2 separate regions of the Drosophila melanogaster genome follow, and region 1 is linked to region 2. The links are chromatin contacts, called in public Hi-C maps. All regions are on one chromosome and are shown on one strand. The core of a region is the stretch at or near the end of the contact, and the rest is flanking DNA. Distances in the headings are between cores, read along the strand shown. Region 1 holds the start of SA2 (Stromalin 2). Region 2 holds the start of ru (roughoid).

Region 1 (3,996 bases), core at 1,027-3,526, 67 kb before region 2:
CCTCCTCCTACTCCTCCTACTCCTTCTCCCTTCCATCATTCATTTGAATGGTTAACTGTCATTGTTCTGGCATATTTGTTGGGCTTATTCGGCTGTAACTGGCTGCAACACACACAGCAATTGACCCAATTATGAGGATATCGGGATTATCTGGACATGGCGCATTGGTTTTTCATGTCCATCGAATAACAACTCGTTTGCTGTGCTGTAATCAGTGAATTGAAGGCTGTCTTTACCTTTTATGGCATTTTAATTTATCCGTATTGCTAAGAATTATAATGCCTCAAACAGTTCAATTATTCATTTAACGTTTTATGTCGTATTCGGATGAAGGTTCATCAATAAAGGTTTTCTTGAATGCAAGTGAACTATAAATATTATTTAAAATACAACTAAAGATGTTTGCTAAAAGAGACTTTTCATTATACCTTCAACATCGATTATTGGCTAAAACCTGAGGCAATTTTTGCACTCTTTTCCCTTTTATCCCGCCAGGCAGAACTTCATCCTTGGCTAGATTTTCATCTGCCTACTTGCTCCTATTTTGTTGCAAATTTCGCTCGAAAGTTTCCACAAAGTGGCGAAAGCAGGAGGCAGGCATAGTGCAATTTTACTGTCAATTAGGCGGGGAAAAGTGGGGTCTATTGTGGAGCCACCTTTAAAATAGGATGCCAAGGAGACTCTTAAATCTTATCAGGAAATTTGTGAATGGAGGAGGATATTACTTTTCAAGCTAGAATTTCTTATTCACAAAGACTGCAAAGGTATTCGTATGCCTGAAAATTCCAAATTTAATTTGATGGACCTGGCGTCCCATGGCAGGTGAGATTCCTATGAGCGATTCAGGAGTCAAAGGAGCGGGGGTATCCAAGGATTCGGAGCACGAGCCCGAGCGCCACAGCAGCTGCCGCTGAATGGACAGCGGCTAATTCCCCGTCAGCCTGGCAAATGGCAAAAATGGCAAACTGGCAAACTGGCAAAACGGCAACAATGGATGCACAGGGTGAAGGTCAGATTTCGGGCAATCAAACAATGGACAAAAGGAATCGTTTTGAATATGAAATGAGATGAGATTGGCATACAACCGGCGGGCCGAAAAATGGTAGTTGCCTCTGACTGACCGTAGGTGGACTCCAATTACGCAGCGGCAGCTGGAATCGCCGCTGCCCGGATTCGGGTTCAAAATCGAAGTGGCAATCTCCTCGATCTCGATTGATCATTCAATCAATGCCAGCTGCCGTGGCCGTCTACTTGGAGTGCGCCAATTTTCAATCTCGAACGTCAATATTTGTTTGGACTTTGGGCGGATTTGAAATTCCAGGAATGCCCAGCTTTATGGGTAAAACAAGTTGGATTTCTAGGGTGTAGACTAAAGTGTTCCCATTAGTTTCATATAGTCAATTGTCTTTAGGGTGTATATGGTAAGCTTTCAAATCATGCAGCTAGTCAAAGTAAGATTTACAGGGTATATTCCCACCTAAACCGCTGAGGATCAAGGCACGTTATCGCCAGCTTTTTATCGTGCCACCGCCCAAAAGGAGCCGCGTCATCAGCGTAGATTGAAATAATTCCGAGTTGCTGCCAACTTGCCAAGTCATCCCGAATTGGTCAGCGGTCGGGTCCTCTGATCTCTGATCTTTGGGCATATATGTATACAAATATATGAGTATATTTGTGGGAAGGAGGAGCGGAGATCGCGTGCGATAGGCAACGTCAATATTTGTGTTTATTTCTGGCTCGGATCGGATCGGATCGGAACGGAACGGATCAGATGGGCATGGGCATGATTATGAGGTCCTTGTTAGTCCGTTTCAATTGGCGGCGCTTTCGCTTTGAGGTCGAGCAAGTGGCTGCCCAATTTGCTCAGTGTTTTTGTGTATCGTTCTGTGGGCCAGGCTAATTGTTTTGTGCCCTCAAAGATCGGCTACCTGACCTGATCTCGATCCAAGTATGGGAATCTCGGCGGCTTTATTTGCCTCGGATTTCATTATTTTGCGGTGGATGTGGGAAAACTGCAAGCAGGCTAGAAATTTAACAAGTTTTTTCTTGGGTTGTACAAATTATTTTGAGTTTACTGGAAAATTACCCTCACAGCTGAGTAAGATGTTGACATCCTGTTTTTAATTTATTCGTGTCCCAACAAAAAAAAAATGGTTAAAAAATGTAATTTAGTCGACAAGACAAAAAACACGTGTTGTATTGATTTTTAAGAAACTATATCTGAATTTATATCTGAAAAACTGAATTGGCGCATTGGTGTATGTATCTTGTGACTTTTCAGTTAGGTTTTATAATTTTTAAGTTTAATTTTTAGAATTGTTTGCAGCCCTGAATATAACCTCAAATTTCAAAAGTTCGCTTTATGTCAGTTGTGGTTCATTGGTTAATGGTTCGTTTTCTGTCACTTAATTGGCGAAGTTGGCAGCACCGAGTTTCCTTTTTTCCGAATTGTGTGCCACGCGAATGTGCTAGCATATTTTTACTCTTTTAATTTGTGCGTGAAAATGAGTGATATATCTTTTGATGACGCTGTTCTGAATGACTCTCAAGCTTCTAATCAGATGGATTTTGAGATACGTGAAGAGTGCAGGTAAGTCAAAAGTCGATAACTGTTGCAAGTCATTGAAGTGAAAAATTTAGCATTGCCCCAAATGATGAGCCAGTCTGTGTCGATGGGACAGTCGGTGATGCGACGAATAAGTCGTTGCTGCAAATGATCCTCTCCAGAAAACGTTTAAGCCCTACAAATAAACGTAATAGCCACATTGAGAGCGTGGCCAAATATTGGGGTGAATTTTACTTGGACAGCCCCACAGCAGCCTTGGTTGCTCTCTTGCAGTTTGTGGTGGAGGTTAGTGGAAGTCATTATCAGATTCCAGATGATACTTCAATGCCATTCAGCTACAGTGACATCCTCTCCAACAGCTCATCGCATTTTTCCAATGTAAGTGGGATACATAAATCAGCGTTATAGGGATATCATTTTTACCTGCCCGCCCCACTTTCAGACCCACATATATCCTCTGATTAGGAAGCCCGCCGATGTCTTTGTGAACCAGGTGGGCAGCTTTTTGAATGCTCTGCTGCTGGTCGCCAATAAATTTCGCTCGGACTCTTACCAATTGTTTCTGGTCCAGTTGACGAATTTTGTGATGGCCTGCTCGGAGTCTAATATTCGTACTTTTCGCCATACCGCCACCATGATAGGTGAGAAACCAAAACTGATACCAAAACTTAACGTGCAAATAATATAAGTTTATGAACATTTCTAGGTTTGAAAATAATGACCATATTAAGCGATTTGAAATCCTTAGACGATGAAATAGCGATGACCGTTTGGATGCAAATGTTCAACAGCATGTTCGTAGCTCGCAGCCGGGACATAGTGACCGACATACGTCTCCTTTGTATCTCCGAACTTGGCCAGTGGTTCGCCAGATATCCACATTGCCATCTTCAGCCAACTAGCCTTCGTATTTTCTACGAAGCTTTAAATGATGGCTCTGGTGATGTGATTCAGTGCAGCTTGGATAATATATCCGTTCTGTGCCGCAAGGATGTCCTTTTCTCGGAGATTGTGGCATTAACCAGTGAATTCCGGGAGATCTTAGTTGAACTTTGCTTGGGCAAGGAGGATGCAATAGCTGAGAAATCCGTGCAGTTCCTTACCCATTTCCATGTACTGTCCGCAGAAATTCTAACTGACGACGTTTGCCGGGTGCTGGAGCAGCTAATAATGGCCGCGAATCGGGGTTTGGCTCAAGCAGCCGCAGATCTGTTTATATTGCGAAGAAACGGGTTGGATGGCGAAACATTTTGCCAAAGAGTAAAGCATCTTCTGCAGTTATTCATTGAGTGTGGACACGAACAGGCTGACTATTTGGTGGACTCCTTAATCGACAACTGCGAATTGGTTCTGGACTGGAAGTCCATGATAGCGGTGCTGCTGGAGAATCCTAAATCCCGCGAACTTAGCGACATTCATTGCTCCTCATT
Region 2 (4,092 bases), core at 402-2,901:
ATTTTTTTTTTTTGTTTGTTTCGCTATATTGTTTTTATTTTCGGCGTTGCCTCTCTCACTCTGACGCGTATAAAAGCAAACTTGACACATTTAAAAACTATATATTTACAAACAAAAAACGAACAAGAGACACGAAAAATTAAAATGCATTGCGTATGATTTTTTCAAGAATAGCCAACGCATTAATTTTTTCGTATTTTCATGCACTCGACAAAAACTTCACCAGTGACAAAAGCCCAAGGCAGCCCCAACTCCCCTGTCATTTTGTCCATGATTTGTGCATCTGAAACGGATCTTGGTTTTGATTTCCATTTCGATTTCGAGACTTTGGCACTTTTATGTTTAGCAAAAGTTTCACGAGAATAGAAAAATTTCGGAAAGTGAATAAAATTCGCATCGTTGCGATTGAATGAAATACTTTTCGAGGCTGCGTAAATAAATCAAAGTGTAAACAAAAGTGAGCCAAATGTGGCGTCTTCTCGCCCTGGAGACACACGAACTTGGTGGGTTTGGTGGCAAGATGGATGGCCAAACTGGGAGCTCCGAGGACCGCCCACACGCACAGACAGACCCTCTCCATCGATCGTTGGCCACTCCTGCCTACACGCACATGGGTTTCCATTCGAAAAGAGACAATGGAAATCGAATAGCCAACCAACCAGTAGCTAGCTGGCCAAGAAGTTCTGGCCAGAAGTTGGCCAGAAGTAGCACTTGTCCGAGATCCCACAAAAGATATCGAAAATGGAGCAGGGCAGCCCACACATACATATATATATAAAAACCGGGTGACCCGGGGGAGATTTCAACGGAAAGTGCTTGCCATTTGCTGACAGCTCGGGCGCAAACGGTTTTTAGTTAAATCCGCGCTCCACGTTGCGTATACGCAATGTGCGACTGGTGGCTGGCTGGGTGGGTGGGAGTGGTTGGTAGCATTGCAGTTGGCCCGTTGCAAACGGCAGCAAATACGGATGCCGAACGACAAGCACAGATGTTTTTACAACCCAAAAGATACAAAGCAGACAGAGATACTGATGCTGAAGCTGCTGCCGCACTGACAGATGCAGATTTACATGCACTGAAAACAAAAACTGCGATGGCTAACTAATAAGATTGGTTTCTGTTATAAATAGAGGATGGATATTAACGGCAGTAAAAGAGAATATTATATATTCAGTGCGATAATTTTTCGCACCATGAAGTACACCTTTATTTTTTGCAGTGCTCGCTCTAGTCAAATACGTTCAGCTCAGCATGGTTGAGTTTGGAGCTGAGTTTTGCCAAGTTTTAAGCCGATGGATTTATTTTTTTGGGGGGTTTTGCCGGGATCTCCGTGGGTGAGATATGGAATAGATGGGGGATTGAGAGTGGGAATCCTAGGCGGGGGGTGTTATGACTTACCGAGGGGGGTGATGAAATGGTTGACTCTTGTGCAGGCCATCCGGGGGGGGCAGGATTATGTGAACTGGTTGCAGCTTCTATTTTTTATTTCTTTCGAGGATGAGCGACAAGTTACTGCGGCAGTCGATCCGAGCAGTAAATGCTACGAACGGTACGAATGTTCGGTGCTTTTCCACTAAGTTTTTCCTCGGTGGTTTTTCTCTACTTTTCCAGTGAACCGTTAGTTGCGCGTGCTGCCGCCGGTTGCCGTTACAAAGTACCGTTCACAACTGAGCTCGTTTTTTATGCGGCCCGATACTTTTATAGATTCGCAAAGTGCCGGCCTGGCCAAAAACCGAAAGGGGTAGAGCCTCCTTACCGGAGGGTTTACATGTGCACAGTCCGCTGTGTTAGTTGTGCGTGTGTTTGTGTGTGTGTGCTTTTTTTCCATTTTGCACCCCTTTCGAAAAGCCGGCTCTTGCTGGCCAAGGTAAGAAACCCCCCCCCCCCCCTGCAAACCGCCTCCCCCTTTTAAGCCACCCTTTTGAACAATAAAGCCAGGTGCAGCAAACATGTTCGAGGTTCGAACGCGTTGCCAAGTTTTCCTTTGTCGTGGCTTTTTGCTTTTTTTGGCCACCATCCGGTGAACGGTACACGCAAAGGAGTCACGTGAGGAAGTGAGATGGGGCGAACGAGTGAAAGGGAGAGGGATAGCCAGGAGCCAGCTGGCTTTTACCGGCAGCTGCAGGTGCGACAGAGAAAGTGGAGAGACGGAGAGCGAGAGGGAGACAGTTGCAGATGCAGCCGCCGACGGATAATTAACAAGTCACTTATTAAGTTAGCATCTTTGTCCCCTTAATCCATTTGTGAAACAGTGTTTTCCCTTTTTGGCTAATTAACTCAATTATTGCATTACCAAATGTGAAACAATTGGGGGAAACAAAAAAAGCGAGGCTTATGCCTCAAATTATATCTGGCCAATGTTTTTTCGTTTGCAAACTGATCTTGGTACTGTAAAAAAGTAAAAGTTTATGTATAATTAGATAGATTTGATAAAAAAAACACCCAACGTTGATTTCTTGCCCCTGATAAATAAATCAAAGCACTTCGGTCGCAGCTGCTGTTTTCGCCTTGTTTATTGGGTGTCAATAGGTGCATCCATCAGATACAAGACACGAGATACAAGATACAAGACACGAGATACGAGCTACCACCAGCCACGAGATACTTATTTATGTGGGCTATCTCTGGCATCTCTTGGGACCAGTCATCTCTTTTGTATCTGAACTTGTTAACATATCGAGTATAATTTTGATGTGTTGTGGCCTCCTTCCATTTCCCAGCTCAAATAGCAAATAGCAAACAGCAAACATCGAAAGGGCCCAGATACACTTAACAATTGCAGAAACATCTTCATCAAATGGGCCTCATTCTGCTGCCGCTGACAGCTGATGAGGGCGCTGCCCGACCCTTTGTACCGCCCTAGCCCCCTCTCACTCCCACACAGCAGCTATCTCGCTCGCTCGCCCTGCGAATACCACCTCGAATCGCGCAGATTGGATTTGAATTGACTTCAAGATGAATAAGGTGGCAGTTGAATAGGGTCTATGGACCCCCTTTTTTTATGAAATTAAGGGTGCCAAGAGGATAACTGTTAATATAATATAGGGGTGCTGTTTGCAATTTGAATTAAATGCAAGCTAGTTACTATAAAATAACTAAAACTAAGATTAAAGTTTCTTCCACATTACTAGATAGTTAATATGAAGAAGGTAGCTCGATAATAAATTAAAAAGGCACCAAATGCTTTGGTTTAAAAGTTAGCACTAAATACTAGCAACGACTAAAAAGCTTATAATTAATATCTTGTGCCGCAAATGTTTTTCCAGCGCGACCAAAGAAAACACTTTCAATTCAATTCCATTACGCGCAGTCGTAAAATAGAAAACACAGGATAAACATTTGCCCATAAAAATTGCATGGGCTAAAAAGACAATTTTTTAAGCTGTCATTTTTTTCGTGTTTTGTATATTTTTTTCCTCGCTCATTTTCACTCTTGCCCATTTATTTTTTTATATTTTCTTCAACGTGTTTAATTGCACAAAAAAAAATGAAGAAAATGAAACGAAAACAAAGAAAAAATCATAAAAGCCAAAAATAATACACACAAAAAACAAGGTGAAAATATTGCGCAAAGCAAAAATAAAAAATCACAAAAATAACAAAAGAGGCTACAACAAAAATCAAACAAATTCAAACAGCCAGCGAAAAGCAAAGGCAAAAAGCGATTTATGCAAAACACAGATAAGCCGAAAAGTACAGGAAAAAAAAACAAAGACGATTAGGCGATTTAACGCACGCAAAATAAAATCCAATAAAATGTGATTACGGTTGGGTGGAGGGATGGAGGGGGAGCGAAAGGGACGGGGCGAATCGAACAGATGTTCGAACAACAAAAACATCAAAAATAACAGTGACATGCAGTGACGTAGGCGATGAAATTTCGGGGGTTTTGGGGCAAAAGCAAACACCTGAAATCATTGAAATGGAGGGGGGTTGAAGAGGGGAATACTTAATTTATTAAAAATATGCCTAATGTGTTTAAAGGATATTGATTGCAACCCCCCTCAAAATATCCTGCGAATGCCACTGTCGCTTCGCCTTCAACTTCTTCTCGTGCGCGTTGTTGTTTATTTTGTTTGCTGCTCGTGCCAA

Evidence for each region. A called contact is a pair of places that touch in the nucleus more often than the background predicts.
Region 1: a Hi-C map of the Kc167 cell line shows a contact between it and region 2, with 1.6 times the contacts expected there. A contact is called at or near these places in 36 of 107 Hi-C or Micro-C datasets (the D17-c3 cell line, the Kc167 cell line, the OSC cell line and 13 more) and 1 of 7 datasets of targeted methods (the Kc167 cell line).

What each region holds. Positions count from the first base shown.
Region 1 is chr3L:1,436,152-1,440,147 of dm6, reverse strand. SA2 (Stromalin 2) reads left to right here and starts at 2,276. Exons shown (of 6, transcript NM_138265.3): 1 at 2,276-2,590; 2 at 2,641-2,944; 3 at 3,009-3,207; 4 at 3,273-3,996. The coding sequence starts at 2,505. All of the region lies in intron 3 of Ptp61F (Protein tyrosine phosphatase 61F), which reads left to right.
Region 2 is chr3L:1,368,187-1,372,278 of dm6, reverse strand. It overlaps ru (roughoid), which reads right to left and starts at 1,651. Exons shown (of 4, transcript NM_080051.3): 1 at 1,399-1,651. The region is part of intron 3 of Ptp61F (Protein tyrosine phosphatase 61F); the gene reads left to right.